Linked DNA regions of Sus scrofa: all the other regions are linked to region 2. A link is a contact called in public Hi-C and HiChIP or PLAC-seq data. All regions are on one chromosome and are shown on one strand. Each heading gives the region's core, a stretch centred on a gene start, on an enhancer-like site or on the middle of the called end of the contact. The rest is flanking DNA. Distances are from core to core; before and after follow the strand shown. Region 1 holds the start of MTPN (myotrophin). Region 2 holds the start of CNOT4 (CCR4-NOT transcription complex subunit 4). Region 3 holds the start of C18H7orf49 (modulator of retrovirus infection homolog).

Region 1 (4,262 bases), core at 9-2,508, 490 kb before region 2:
AAGTAATTTGCCCGAGGTGACAGAAAATTAATAAGGGCTCAGTCCTGTGTTCAAAGCTAAACATTCTGGTTCCAGCCCGTTTTCTGGTTCCTAGATGGCAAGCCTAGTAAAGTAGCTTGGTTTAATTGTTTAGTGGGTCATAAATAATAGACTATATAATATTATAGTTTCAGTAAGAGGTTTTATTGGCTCTCTCTATGTTCATGTATGGATCACCAGGGGTGAGGCACAATTCACCTGGTGGCTGTGCCCCAGGGTAAACTCAAGGAAGAGTAGAACTGGTTTCACTAGCACCGTCCTGAAGCTTCAAAGCATTAAAAACAAAGGAACACAAAACTTCAAAAACACAAATTGCACTGGTCCGTTAAGCTTGCTCTGCCCTATGGCAGCAAACTTAATTCCTAGTCCCTGAAGATCATTTGCTGATCCGGAAGAAAAGCAGTTTTTCCCTCAACAGAATATGATGCGCAGTCCTAACACACTGAAGTTACCTTGTTCTCAGGAGGACTGAAGCGTTCCTTGAGGGCAGGGACGGTTTTATGCCTTTTTTTTTTTTTTTTTAAACTGTATCCTTTATGCCTAGCAGAGTCTGACATGAAGTGGGGGAAGGATCCCAAGGGATCCTTGATATTGGAGGAAAAGAGGGAAGGAGCAGGAAGGGACGGACGGAGAAAGAAGAAAAGGAGGGACGGAGGGGAAGAAAACCGAAGGGAAGGAATTCAAATCAAACATTCCTACGGGACGGGACGCTTTAGAAGGTGAACAAGATGCCCTCCAAGGTTGTGGGTTTGTTTGTTTTTTTTTAAGTTCTTCCCGTTTATGATGCCCAGAAACGTCCCCGTCCGGTCTGCAATGCCTTAACTCTCCCTCTGCTTGCTCTCTGACCCGCTCCTCCGGCCCCCAAGCCCCCGCACACTTCTCGCGGACCGCATTCATCCGCCGGCCCCGACAGCGCGCCTGCGCATCCCGAGCCCTCGGCCGCCGGCCGCCGGGGCGGGGTCGGGAGCCGGCGCTCTGCCGAGGGGAAGAGGAAGAGGAAGTGGGGGGAGGGTCCTAGCTGGGAGTGAACCGGAAGTGCAAACGCTCCGGCTTCTCCTCGGTCAGGCGGAACCTGCTCTGCTGGGCCCGGTGGCCGCAAAAAAACTTTCTTTCTCCCGCCCCAACGGTCACAGCGGCCAACTGCCTCGCCCGCCTGGCGGCCTACCCCGCCTTCTCTCCTCTCCAGCTCCGCGCGGCCCTGTCTCCCTCTGGCCCCGCGGTATCCGCTTGCTGTTGCCACCGCCTCCTCGTCTTCTGCCCGTGCAACCGGCCCGCCCCGCTGCAGTGATGTGCGACAAGGAGTTCATGTGGGCCCTGAAAAACGGGGACCTGGATGAGGTGAAAGACTACGTGGCCAAGGTAAGCAGGCATGAGTGCAGTCGGCGAGAGCACGGAGGCGGGATGGAGAGGAGGCTGAGGAAGCTGCGGGGAGCTGGGGCGGCCGGGGGTGGGGGAGACCTGGGTGGAGGTGACACCAAAGGGAGGGGAGGCAGGGACCGTCTAAACTGAAAGAAGGGTCCACAAACCACGGTCGCGTTCTGTGCCAGGTAACTGCCGTGGGGATGCAGCCGGGCTCTTCTTGCCTCGCTGACCCCTTGGGGGAGGGGAGAAGGGGTGACCCGCTCTTTCAGAGTCACTTGGAAGCCCTGATGATTTGGGTTCGGCCCTCTCCTACGCCTGAGTTACTTAAAATCTTTCTTTGGATGAGGTAATTCTCCATCTTGGACTCGCCGACTGCTGAATGAAGTAACTTAGGTGATGAGGATCAGAGGAACATTTTCTTTGACTTTGGGCCTGTTATGAATATAAAGTAGTCACGGACCGTGAAAAAGAGTACCGAAAATAGCAGTAGTTAAAATTCTGAAACTTGGTCTCACTTCACTGTGAAGTCTTAACTTTGGGTGTGGCCCTTTTCCTCTCCCTCCCTACAACAAATAACTTACTTGCTTCAAGTAGCAAGGTTGTCAGTTAGCACCTGGGAGTGTTTAAGATATCTTGAGTCGTTTTCAAACAAGCATATTAACTGAGTTACTCCATCTTCCTCCTCGATTCCACCTGAAATGCTTACACGCGTAGTAAATAGCAAGGCAGTTTATTCACAGAGTATTGAGGGGTAAAATCATGATGAAAGGGAATCTCAAACCTAAGCTCAAATGTGATGGAGTGGTAAGCTTAAAACTCCAAGCTGGCCTGCTTTTGGACCCTGAAACTGTGCCATTTGTAATTATGAGAGAACTTACATGTGATTTTAAAACGATGATGATCTAAAAAGAAATCTTCCAAAACAAAGGTATGACTTTATGACTTAAGTATGGAGCACATCTTGCATCCAAAAAAGTATAGCTTTCTGACTTGATCATGGAGGGCATCTTGCTCACTTTCTGAAAGTGTGAGGACCTGATCCAGATTTTAAAAGATATGATCACTGGTATGGCTCTGTGTTTTTGCTTCAGAGATCTGTGTTAGGAAGCAAGTAAGCAGAAGCAGAGTTTCTTAAAACTTAAAGGATTGTGCAAGGCAAGCTACAGATAGTTTCTATTCTGTTTAATACAATTACAGTTTAGACTTTTTGCATACAGGTTATCTGCTTAGTTATTTGTGACACACTGTTGACTGCCTTCTTAGCTAGTGGCATTCTGAAACCCAGACTCGCTGGATGTTTCAGTGTAACATGAAAGGAAAGAAGTTGACGAGGAACCCTTCAGTTCATGGTACGCTTCCAGTGGTGGGACACTGCAGTGCTCTGGAAGGGAGTAGGCTTTTGTTTTTCTGTTAATGGTGGAACCTAGGTTGTTAAATATTCTTGGATTACGAGAAGTTGGTAAGTACCATCCTAACTTGCAGCTACAAAATGACACAATTTCTGTAGTGTCTTCCTGTTACTGTTTTATACCATTCTTGGTGAAGTTAAGTCCTTTTATTAGTCCCATTTTACAGATAAGATTACTGAGATGCAGGGCACTTAAGAAAAGAAATCCAAAGTTACAGAGATAACACATGATAAAGCCAGAACTAAAGTGTTGACTCCAAAGCTTGGACTCCAAAACTGCTCACAGTCCAAACTGTAATTGTGAAAACTTATACTGTCAAGATTTCTAGTAGGGCAATCCCAAGGTCCACATCCAGGCAGACTACTTATGCAGTTTTCAATCACACAGAAACATTTTTGTGAAAAATATGTGCCAGTAACAATGGATTAATTTATTTTCAGTTAGTTTTTAAATTAGGTCATTCTCTTCAGTTTGATTTTGATTTTACTACCATACCGCCTATTCTCATTAACAAAAAAGATGTGCATGAGAGAGAAGGATGGACAAAGGAAAAGGAAGTAGTAGGAAGAACAAGTTTATCCAAAAAGGTTTGACTACAAAGTGATCCTATGAACAGACCACTGAGCTTTTTCCTCAGCTTATTGAGTATCTTGAGTCTCTTAACATATCTTTTGCTTTGTTAATGAAAAATAACAAAACAACCAAAATTAGTGCTCCTTTTTTTTTTCCTGCCTCAGTACTCCCTTCCTGTGCCTTTTCACTTTCTCAGTCCTCAAACATGCTCAGTCGCCATGTTTTCTGCTTATTCATCACCAGTTTATGAATGAATATCAGTATTATTTTCTAAATTTATACAACGCGTGTACCAAGAAAGTACATAAGCATTTAGAATTGTCTGGTTTTCCTTCTAAGGGATGAGAGTCTTTAAAACACTCTCCTCAGTATTCCTATGAAGATCTCTCACATTGTTAACGTCTAAGAGTGGACCTCTAGGTGAAACATTTTAGTATTTTCCTTTTTAAAATTACTATTTTTCAAAATCATTATTAGTACTTTTCTACCTACTTGTGACTGCTCTGCAGACATCCGAAGTATGGACAGACATAACTTGTTGATTTGGAGTGAGTTCTTAAATTCTGAAAAATAAGTTCAGAGTTCCCAAACCATTGAAAAATGTTTCCTAAATGGAAAAAGCAGCATGTAAATAACAATTTAGATTGCTCCATATTAGATGTACATCTGTATTATTAAAGCAATATCTGAACAGTTTTTGGCTGACCTAAAGACCTTATTTACTCAATTCATCCATTTTTACTGGGCATCTTTCAGGCCCCCAGCACTTGGCTAGGCCTGGCACCATAGTGAAGAAGTTGGGCATAATTAAGGCTCAGAAAACGTAAACATCTGTATTCAGCAGATCTCTGTGGAGGAGTTAACATATTTTTAAAGTAA
Region 2 (4,528 bases), core at 1,618-4,117:
AAATGGTATGTGTTACATGAATAAATCTGTATGAAATTATAATGCAATATATAGATATATATGAATAATTGGTATCATAGCGTAAAAATAGCTTTGGCCTGAGAGGTCAGTAACTCTATCACTAATCAGTTGGTGGCCTAGGAAATGTCCTTGCCTCACTGGTAGTCTCCAGGAAGAAATGACTGTCCCTAGGTGTAGTATTGCCCTCTAGTGTTGGATACTCTGGGAGGTACTACTGGCCTTTAGAGGGTAAGGGCCAGGTAAGCCAGACTTTCTATAAAACATGGGACTGTTTCTTACGTGAAAAATTATTTTCTGTACCTCAAGGCTTGCAAATGCTCCAGTGCAGGTGAAAAAGCTGTATATAGTGATCTTTACCTCAAACCTGGACAGTTTTTTTGTTTTTTGTTTTTTTTGGCCACACCAGTGGCATATGGAAATCCCTGGACCAGGATTTAAATCTGTACCACAGCAGTGACCCAAGCCTCAGCAGTGACAATGCCCGATCCCCAAGCCCCTGCGCCATAAAAGAACTCCAAAACCTGACCTTTTTTTACATATGAAAACAAAGCTGTTTTTAATTTTTACACATTTTTAACAGCAATGTTTTAGGAATGCATCTACAGTGGACACTGAAGATAGATTAGTGTTGTCCCTACAGAGCCAAAATACTATAGCTGTGTCAATTGGTATTTGTAGCTTTCATATTCATGGAGATTTTATTTATAAGTGCCAATGAATGACAATTTGATTACATTTTCTAGAAAAGTCATGACTGAGCATTTATATATTGAGATAGAATTCACTATTATAAATTACTTTCTTTGTAGTTTTTATATCATATAGCACATTATTTTGATTTAAAACAAAATCATGTATGCAGATGAAATTCATAAATTATCCATGAATTTCATTACAGGCTAATAAAACACATTATGAAGATACTGTTCTTAAAAAAAGTGCATGCATTGGAATTCCCATTGTGGTGCAGTGGAAATGAATCTGACTAGGAACCATGAGGTTGTGGTTCAATCCCTGGCCTTGCTCAGTGAGTTAAGGATCTGGCGTTGCTGTGAATTGTCTTGTGGTTCCTCACGTGGCTCAGATCTGGCGTGGCTGTGGCTGTGGCGTAGGTTGGCAGCTGTAGCTCCAATTGGACCCCTAGCCTGGGAACCTCCACATGCCGCAGGTGTGGCCCTAAAAAGACAAAAGACAAAAAAAAAACCCAAACCCCAAAACCAAAAAACAAATAAACACAGAGTTCCCTTTTGCCTCAGTGGGTTAAGGATCCTGTGTTATTACTGCTGTGGCTTAGGTCACTGCTGTGGCACAGGTTCTGTTCCTGGCCACGAGTGCAGCCAAAATAATAATAATAATAAGAAGAATAAGAATAATAACAATAATGCAGCCAAAATAATAATAATAATAATAAAAAAGAGAAAAAAACCAACAAAAAAAGAACAAGCACACATTTAAGAAAATAGATGTCTCCTATATTGAATGTTTAGATAGTTAACTAAAGGTGGCAAATCCAAATGACTTTCCAGGTTTCCTTGCTAGCTTATGAGTTCATGATTCCGCAACTTCAAGTTTTTGGTAAATTGTGAGTTTATTATATATTTAAGTTTCCACCAAATAACTGGTTCCAGGCTTAACAGTGAAGAAACTGAAACACAAAGAACTAACGTATTTTTAAAAAATTAAATGAAGTCTTCTCAATGAGATTAGGTCTACAGATTTAAAATTGCAACCTCTTTCCCTATTCCCCTTCTGTTCAATTTTTTTCATCAGTTACCGTATAATATGCATTTTAATCATGTCTTAAAAATTGCTTCCTTTCCCTTTTATTTCACCTTAACACACACACACTAGAATAGACACAGGAATTCCTGGAAGAGGAATTTTGTCATTTTGCTGGCTGTCACCTCCCCATGTATAGAACAGCGCTGGGCACATAGGGGGAGCTCATTGAGTATTTGTTGCATGAATGGGTGAAGAATTCACGCAACAAGCAAAACCAACTGCGTCAAGCGGCCACTTCCATCAGAATTCTAGGAGGCATGTGGGAGGGACCAGAAAATTGATTTTTGAGATTGAAAATTCCTCGGCGCTCTTTGGGATTGCGAGAGCATTCTTGTACTCCTTGGGATGTATGGATGTATGAAGGGTTTGTGAACTCTGCGCGCAGAGCTGTGCAAGCTGGAAATCGAACTTAAAATAATTTGCACCTAAATCCGTAAAATGTTCTCAAATTTATATAATCAGAAACACATTTTTGTAAACGCATGGGTCTTCTGTTCTCTTGTACGTATATACAGGATAATTTAGAGTATCTTTTCACTGGAGATTCATGGTGAAGATCGGATCAAGGGTGGTGGCTCCAAAATGCACAAACAGGGGAAACGAGTTAACATTCACCTTCCACAAGCAGATGCCAATTCAGTATCCAATTCCCACCCTAGATCAAATCCCGCGCCCCTCCTACCTTCCACCTGCCTCTACCCTGCCTCCTTTAATACCTACGGTAGGCGGGGTCAGAAAAGAGAAGGTCTCAGCTCCCCCAAATTGGTTACGCCCGCCGCGAGTTCTGGTTTCCCATATTTGAGCAACACCGAGGAAACGGAACCGCTAACGAAGGCCGCCGACCAAATGACAAGAGAAGCAGCACCGGGCCGAAAAGGAAGCAAAACACGGAGAAAGGCAGTAGTGTGGCAACCACGTGAGGTAGGCGATCCGGTCCGCCCTCCGAGTGAGAACTTCAATTCCCGGCTTGCAGCTGGGCGGTTACCCTCCGAGGACTACAACTCCCAGGGTGCTGCGGGACCGGCCGCCGGCCGCTCCTCCCGCCCCTCCCCCGCCCCTCCTGGCCGGATCGGCGTGCGCCTGCGCACGGGAGGCCGGAGGAGTCTTACCCTAATGTAAGATGGTGGCCCGTCTGGCTGTGGAACCCACCGAAAGCTGAGAGTCTCCCTCTCAGCCGTAAAGGTCGGACTCGCTGAGGCAATCAGGCCCGGTTCTGAAGAGTTTTTTCCCCGACACTCGTTCAGTGGTTTCTTGTGAGGACGCGGCACCGCGTGGAGTCGGCTAAGGGAAAAGCGAGGCAAGGCAGGCGGGTGAGTCTATGCGGGGCTGGGCTTAGGGGAAACCCGGGGTTGACCGGCTACGAGAGAGCGGAGGCTTCGCTGGGACTGTGCAGGCCGCACCCCCCTTTCTCCCCACCCCCCGCCTCATCTTCACCCTCCTCCTTCTTGGTCTTCCTCCTCCTCCTCCTCTTCCTCCCTCTTCCCTCTACGCCACAGCAGTTACCACCAGGAAAAGGGAGCGGGGCAGAAGGCAGCGCGGCGGCGAGCACCGACTGCTTCGAAAATCTCTTTAATTGGGCAGCCGAGGAGGCTGCTCGTCTTCAACGCTCTCCCCTACATTTTTGTAGGGGCAAGAAATCTTCGGTCTCAGGACTCCTTGTTTTCCCAGCCCCCTTTCGCCCCTCTGACGTCCTTTCCCAGTGGCCCCCGTCTCCCAAGACCAAAGCCATCACTTCCACTCTGACCTGTGTTGCTGCTGCTCATTAATCCCACTGCTCGTTGCCCACTCGTGCTGCTGCTTGTTTTTTGCTCCCTGCTACCACTCTGGAGTTAGCCTTTGCCCCCCTCTCGTGCTTGCTTTTAGCCCCAGCCTACCTGCTACCCTTAGAGCTTCTTCCGATTTGCAGTCTTTCCTTTAACCACATCTGTCATTTTAAAGCTGCCCCTTAAAGTATCTAGATTACGCTGCTGCTTGTACTAACCCACCTGTTTCACAGCTTTCTTGGGTATTGTCCGTTCCTTCCCTCTTTGCTATACAGATTCTTTCAACATACACTTCCAGAAAAAAAAAAAAAAAAAAAAAAAAAAAAAAAAAAAAGGGATGCCCCGTGTTGGCCCCCGAGAAGTCAAGGAAGTTGGGAAGTGAATGAAGTGAGGTAGGATACTATTAAACATTGTGAGTGAAGATCGTTTATTCAGGCTGCCCCGGAGAGGAACGTCTTCGTTTTGTTTCCAGGGATCTGGTTGTGGATTATTCGCTCTGTTGGGACTTTTTGTTTTTGCTTTTTGGCTTTTTTCCCCCTCCTTTCTCTTTTCATTTTGAACCGGTTTCTCCATGCTGTCTAGCGTTCTTCTGAATTGCCTCTCCCCAGGACACTTAATGTGGGCTCTGATTACACCAACAAATATTAGCCTAGGCATTTCAAAATAAGATAAATCTGGCACACAACCAAATTTATCTGTGAACTCCGCAAGCAAATTAACAGTGGTAGTTTGATTATATGCAGGTTTTATGTGGGCTACAGAACCCTTCCAAATTGAGAATTGATTATTGGCTCAGTGAGTTTTATTGATGTGCAGCTTAATTGATGACATTTTATTTATAGTTTGAGTGGAAATTTCCTCTCCAGATTATATCAGATCTACCTAATATTTTTGGATTTGGAAAGTTCTTTCTTTTAATATTTCTAGGACGGTAGGTATCTGAGTAAATTATCTTCTCTTGA
Region 3 (4,300 bases), core at 390-2,889, 310 kb after region 2:
GGAGAAAAAGGTGGAGGGAGTAGTTCTAATAATAGCAAGTGCTCTCTGTTCCTTCATTCACAAAACAAAATGATGCATCTCCACCAATAGACTTGGGTTTGTCCTGGCTCACAGTTGTGGGAGCGGAGGACCCTAGAGGTCAGTGAGCCTGCCCTGGAACCAAATGCAGCCTTTGCCCTTTCCTGTGTGCCCACTTCTGTTCCCCTCTAACCTTAAAAGAACCTGGTTATAGGAATGACATTACTGCGCAATTGAAACGGACTCCTGACTTAGGCCCTCCTGAATGCACACCATGTCTTGTCTAACCTGGTCTTTTCCTAGACAAAAAGGATGATGAATTAAGTTAGTAAGAAAATCTAAAGAATAAAAATTTTAACAATTAAAAATGGAGCATCTGATTGCTGTGGCTCCAGTCACTGCGAGGTACGGGTTTGATCCCCAGGCCTGCACAGTGGGTGAAAGGATCTGGCATTGCTGCAGCTGTGGTGTAGGTCGCAGCTGGGACTCAGAGTCAGTCCCCGGCCTGGGAACTTCCATATGCTGTGGGTGTGGCCTTAACATAAACAGTGAGTAGCTTTCTACCCTCAACAGTCCCCGTGAGCAATCCTGCAGGCAGATGACCCAGGCGAGATAACATCTAAAGGGGTCAGCACTCAATGGAGAAGGATGCAGAACCCAACCTCCTGCCTCCATGAGTCACTGAGATTCTACCCCCCTGCCCCCCGCCAATTTTCCCTGTAAAAACTGTCATGGTTGAGCAGAATCTTGGGGGATTGCCAACTTTCCTGATGAAGGCATATTTCCCTTCTAGTGACACTTGCCTCTCAAATTACTGGCATAGAGGCGATGAGCAGCCGAACCTGGGTTCAGTTAGAGAACCAGAGTAGAAGCAGGTCCTGCCCATCTGTGTTGGCCTCCTGAAGAGGCTGCAGGCAGAGCCCTGGCTCATCCCACAGCTAAAGGATTTAAACTTCCCTGGCTCAGCCTCCTTCGCTTGGGTTGAAGATTAGTATGGGGTTAAAGTGCTTTGGAGAAGCTGAGATGCCACACAGCTGGAAGCGAGAACGCCTGGCTCTGGATTCAGGGTTCTCAAACTCTGGATCACTCTCCACCACCCTGCACTTCCAGCACATGGAGAGTAATTTTCTATTACTAGCTATTGGTTATAAATCACACTTCAAATGGCCGTCTCGATAGTTTTGTGTTTGGGGATCGGACTGTCGGTTCTGATCATCCTTTTGCCTCAAAATATGGTAGGAGTTACACCTGTAACGGCTTGTGCTAGCCTTTTTACTTGTGTCTGACACCTGGGGTTTCTTCGCCTGCCTCTTTTAGGTTACTATGAGTGGTGTGATTTTAAATAAAACTAGATGCTAACCCCACGTGTGAACTGCAGTGCTCAGCATCAGGCTGCAAGGAAAGCAGCGAGGACACCTGGGCAGCCTGCCAGAGCACCCCGCTAGTGCAGGGAACACCTCGAAGGCCAATTTGAATATTATTAGTAAGACCTACTTTCAAGATAACAAATGTTAACAGTCTTTAATTTCCCTTCCTGCCTCTGAGGGGTTCACCTTGCACCACCCCTGCTCCCAGGGGGATGTATGCCTCCAAAGAGTGCGGAACTCAGGCTTTGGGAATTCTCTCCTGCTCCCTCCGGCAGAGTTTCAAAAATGCAGATCCACCTGCTCCTCTGCCCCTAATTTCTGGTTCAGGGGGCCTGGGAATTGACACTTTAACAAAATCCAATCAGCAAGCCTCAAATAGAGATACATTTGGGTACAAGATACTGTTAAAATCATTCATGATGCTTCTTAAAGAACAATAAGGCAAATTTTATTCAATAGGATTTTGCAGCAGGGGAAAAGATTGGGCTCAACCACTGCAAGGAAAAGTGGCAGGGCTGGCGTCAGTGGATGCATGATTAAGAGGAAACATCAGGGGTAAGGGGGATTCTGGCCAAACTGACCTAACAGGATTCTTGCGGAGGGCAGGCGGCGGGGGTGGGGGAATCAGGCATCACCTGGGAGCTGGTGGCAGCTGAAAATCAGATATGGAGGGTGGGTGGACGCTGGCTAAACCAACTTGGCAGTATTCTTGCTAAAAACGGACAATGTGGAGTCCAAGCGACAGGGCCTAGTTGAGAGTTCAGAGGAGCCTGACCTGAGTTTGGTCAAGGAGTGGGTTTGTCAGGACCCGGGACAGCGGGGCCGGCCTCTGATCAGCTGGGGTGTCCTGGCTCCTTGGCCCGGGGCGCAGATCACGCGAGCTGCCGGCAGGGGGCGCGCCCGCGCCTCTGCGCAGGCCGGTGGTCGGGAGCCGGAAGCGCAGGGACGCGGCGGAGCCGGGGGGCGGGTTACCGTGCGCGCGGGGCAGGCTTCCGGCCCGCGGGGATCTGAGCTCCCTAAACCGCCCAGAATCCATCTCCCGGACGCTCCCCGGCAGCCAAGAAGGGGGTGGGGGCCCGGAGGCAGGAAGCCCGGGCCGGAGGAGCGCCGGGAACGCGGGGGTCCGGTAGCCTGCGAGGCCCCGCGTGGATGTTCGGCGTCTCCCCTCCTCCTGCAGGTTGGCATCGGTCTCATCGCTCCAGGGCGGGACGGGGTCCCGGAGGGAAGCGGCGGCTGAGAATGGGAGCGCTGGGCAGGGCCGGCGCCCGCGGGGCGGCGCCGGGGAGTCCCAGGCCCTCACCACCCCCAGCCACCGGGCCAGGGAGCACAGGGCCCGGAGTCTGGAGGAGCAGGGTGCCAGTCCTGACCCGGCCGTTTCGAACTTTTTTTGTGATTTCGTGCAATTTGCCAGGTCTCAGATACTCATCTGTAAAATGGGTCTCATAGTATCTGCCTAAGGGTCAAACCAATATATGCATTGACCTCTGTGCAGTGCCTGTGCCAGGCGGTTAGCAGCTGCTCTTCAGATGTGGAAATGACTGTTACCACCTCTTGAATTTTGACAGAAGTGAGTCTGCTCTCTGTGGCCAGAAAGGTTTGGATGATGTCCTGGTAATTCTTTTTTTTTTTTTCCCCCTTTTTACGGCCTCACCTGTGGCATATGGAAGTTCCTGGGCCAGGGGCCCAATCAGAGCTGCAGCTGCCGGCCTATGCTGTAGCTACGTAACGCTGGATCTGAGCCACATCTGCAACCTAAGCTGCAGTTTAGTGGCAACGCTGGATCCTTAACTCACTGAGCTGGGCCGGGGATCCAACCCGCTCACAGAGCATCAGGTCCTTAACCCACTGAGCCACAAGGGGAACTCCCAATTTTTTTCTTTTAAGTTGTAAGCAGCCATTCTAGAGGAGCAATAAAAGATCGAGTTAAGATTCAAAGAGGAACCTCTTATTCTTAGTTGGCCTTTTTCTAGTCACACCTCTGCTCCACTAAGAACCTTTGTACACAGGGACCCTGAGCTGCATTTGGGGTTAACTAAGCGAGGGTGGAAACCTGCATCCCTTGAGTCCTGGGGTGGGGCTGAGCCTTAAGGAGGAGGGGCTGAGGTGGAATCCCCTGGGAGTGGGCCTGGTGGGAAGAAGCCGCATTACATGGGAGACTGGCCCACCCTCCCCCGATCCATTTCACACATGGGAGGAGCCAGGCACAGTTGTCCCTGACCCCAACGCCCAGCTAAAATATGACATCAGAAGTTTGGGGGTTTTTTTTGTTTGTTTGTTGTTGTTGTTTTGTCTTTTTAGGGCTGCACTTGAGGCATATGGAAGTTCCCAGGCTAGGTAGGAGTCGAATCGGAGCTAGAGCTGCTGACCTACACCACAGCCACAGGAACTCAATTCAGGATTTGAGCTGAATATGCATCCTACACCACAGCTCACGGTAACGCTGGATCTCTTACCACTGAGCGAGACCAGGGATTGAACCTGCATCCTCATGGATACTAGTCAGGATCATTACCACTGAGTCACAATGGGAACTCCCAGAAATAATTTTGGATTAAGGGAGGGGATGTTGGCCAGTGAAACCCTCATTGTAAATCGAAATGGCCTTGAGGTCTCTTACAACCACAGAAGATAGAGGGAATGAGAGGCCTGAGTTGGGGGAGCCAATGGGAGAGATGCTGAAAAGTAGGATAGTCTGGGCAGGCCGGGGACAATGAGCAACATGTCAAATGGCTCAGTGCAGAGGCTGCTGGGGGCATTTCCGCTCAGGGCTGGCTGCCCATGTGGGGCCCTGGCCCCGAGGCAGGTCAGAAGGCTGCTTCTCCCTGAGCCCATCGCCACACCTCCCCTTTGTGCTCATTTGAGTCTCCTGGGCCCCACTCACCTCTGTCCTGCCCTGACCAGTCATCTTGCCAGTG

Evidence for each region. Hi-C and Micro-C count contacts between places; a contact is called where the count stands out from the background. HiChIP or PLAC-seq counts read pairs in DNA pulled down with a chosen protein or histone mark.
Region 1: an H3K27ac HiChIP or PLAC-seq map of alveolar macrophages shows a contact between it and region 2. The contact joins the promoter of MTPN here to the promoter of CNOT4 in region 2. A contact is called at or near these places in 1 of 47 Hi-C or Micro-C datasets (heart right ventricle) and 1 of 2 datasets of contacts at active chromatin or transcription factors (alveolar macrophages).
Region 3: a Hi-C map of liver shows a contact between it and region 2, with 4 times the contacts expected there. The contact joins the promoter of C18H7orf49 here to the promoter of CNOT4 in region 2. A contact is called at or near these places in 3 of 47 Hi-C or Micro-C datasets (heart right ventricle, liver and skeletal muscle).

Annotation. Positions count from the first base shown.
Region 1 is chr18:13,329,006-13,333,267 of Sscrofa11.1, forward strand. It overlaps MTPN (myotrophin), which reads left to right and starts at 1,259. Exons shown (of 4, transcript NM_001256778.1): 1 at 1,259-1,398. The coding sequence starts at 1,327.
Region 2 is chr18:13,818,706-13,823,233 of Sscrofa11.1, forward strand. CNOT4 (CCR4-NOT transcription complex subunit 4) reads left to right here and starts at 2,868. Exons shown (of 12, transcript XM_021078768.1): 1 at 2,868-3,113.
Region 3 is chr18:14,126,085-14,130,384 of Sscrofa11.1, forward strand. C18H7orf49 (modulator of retrovirus infection homolog) reads left to right here and starts at 1,640. Exons shown (of 4, transcript XM_013985607.2): 1 at 1,640-2,562.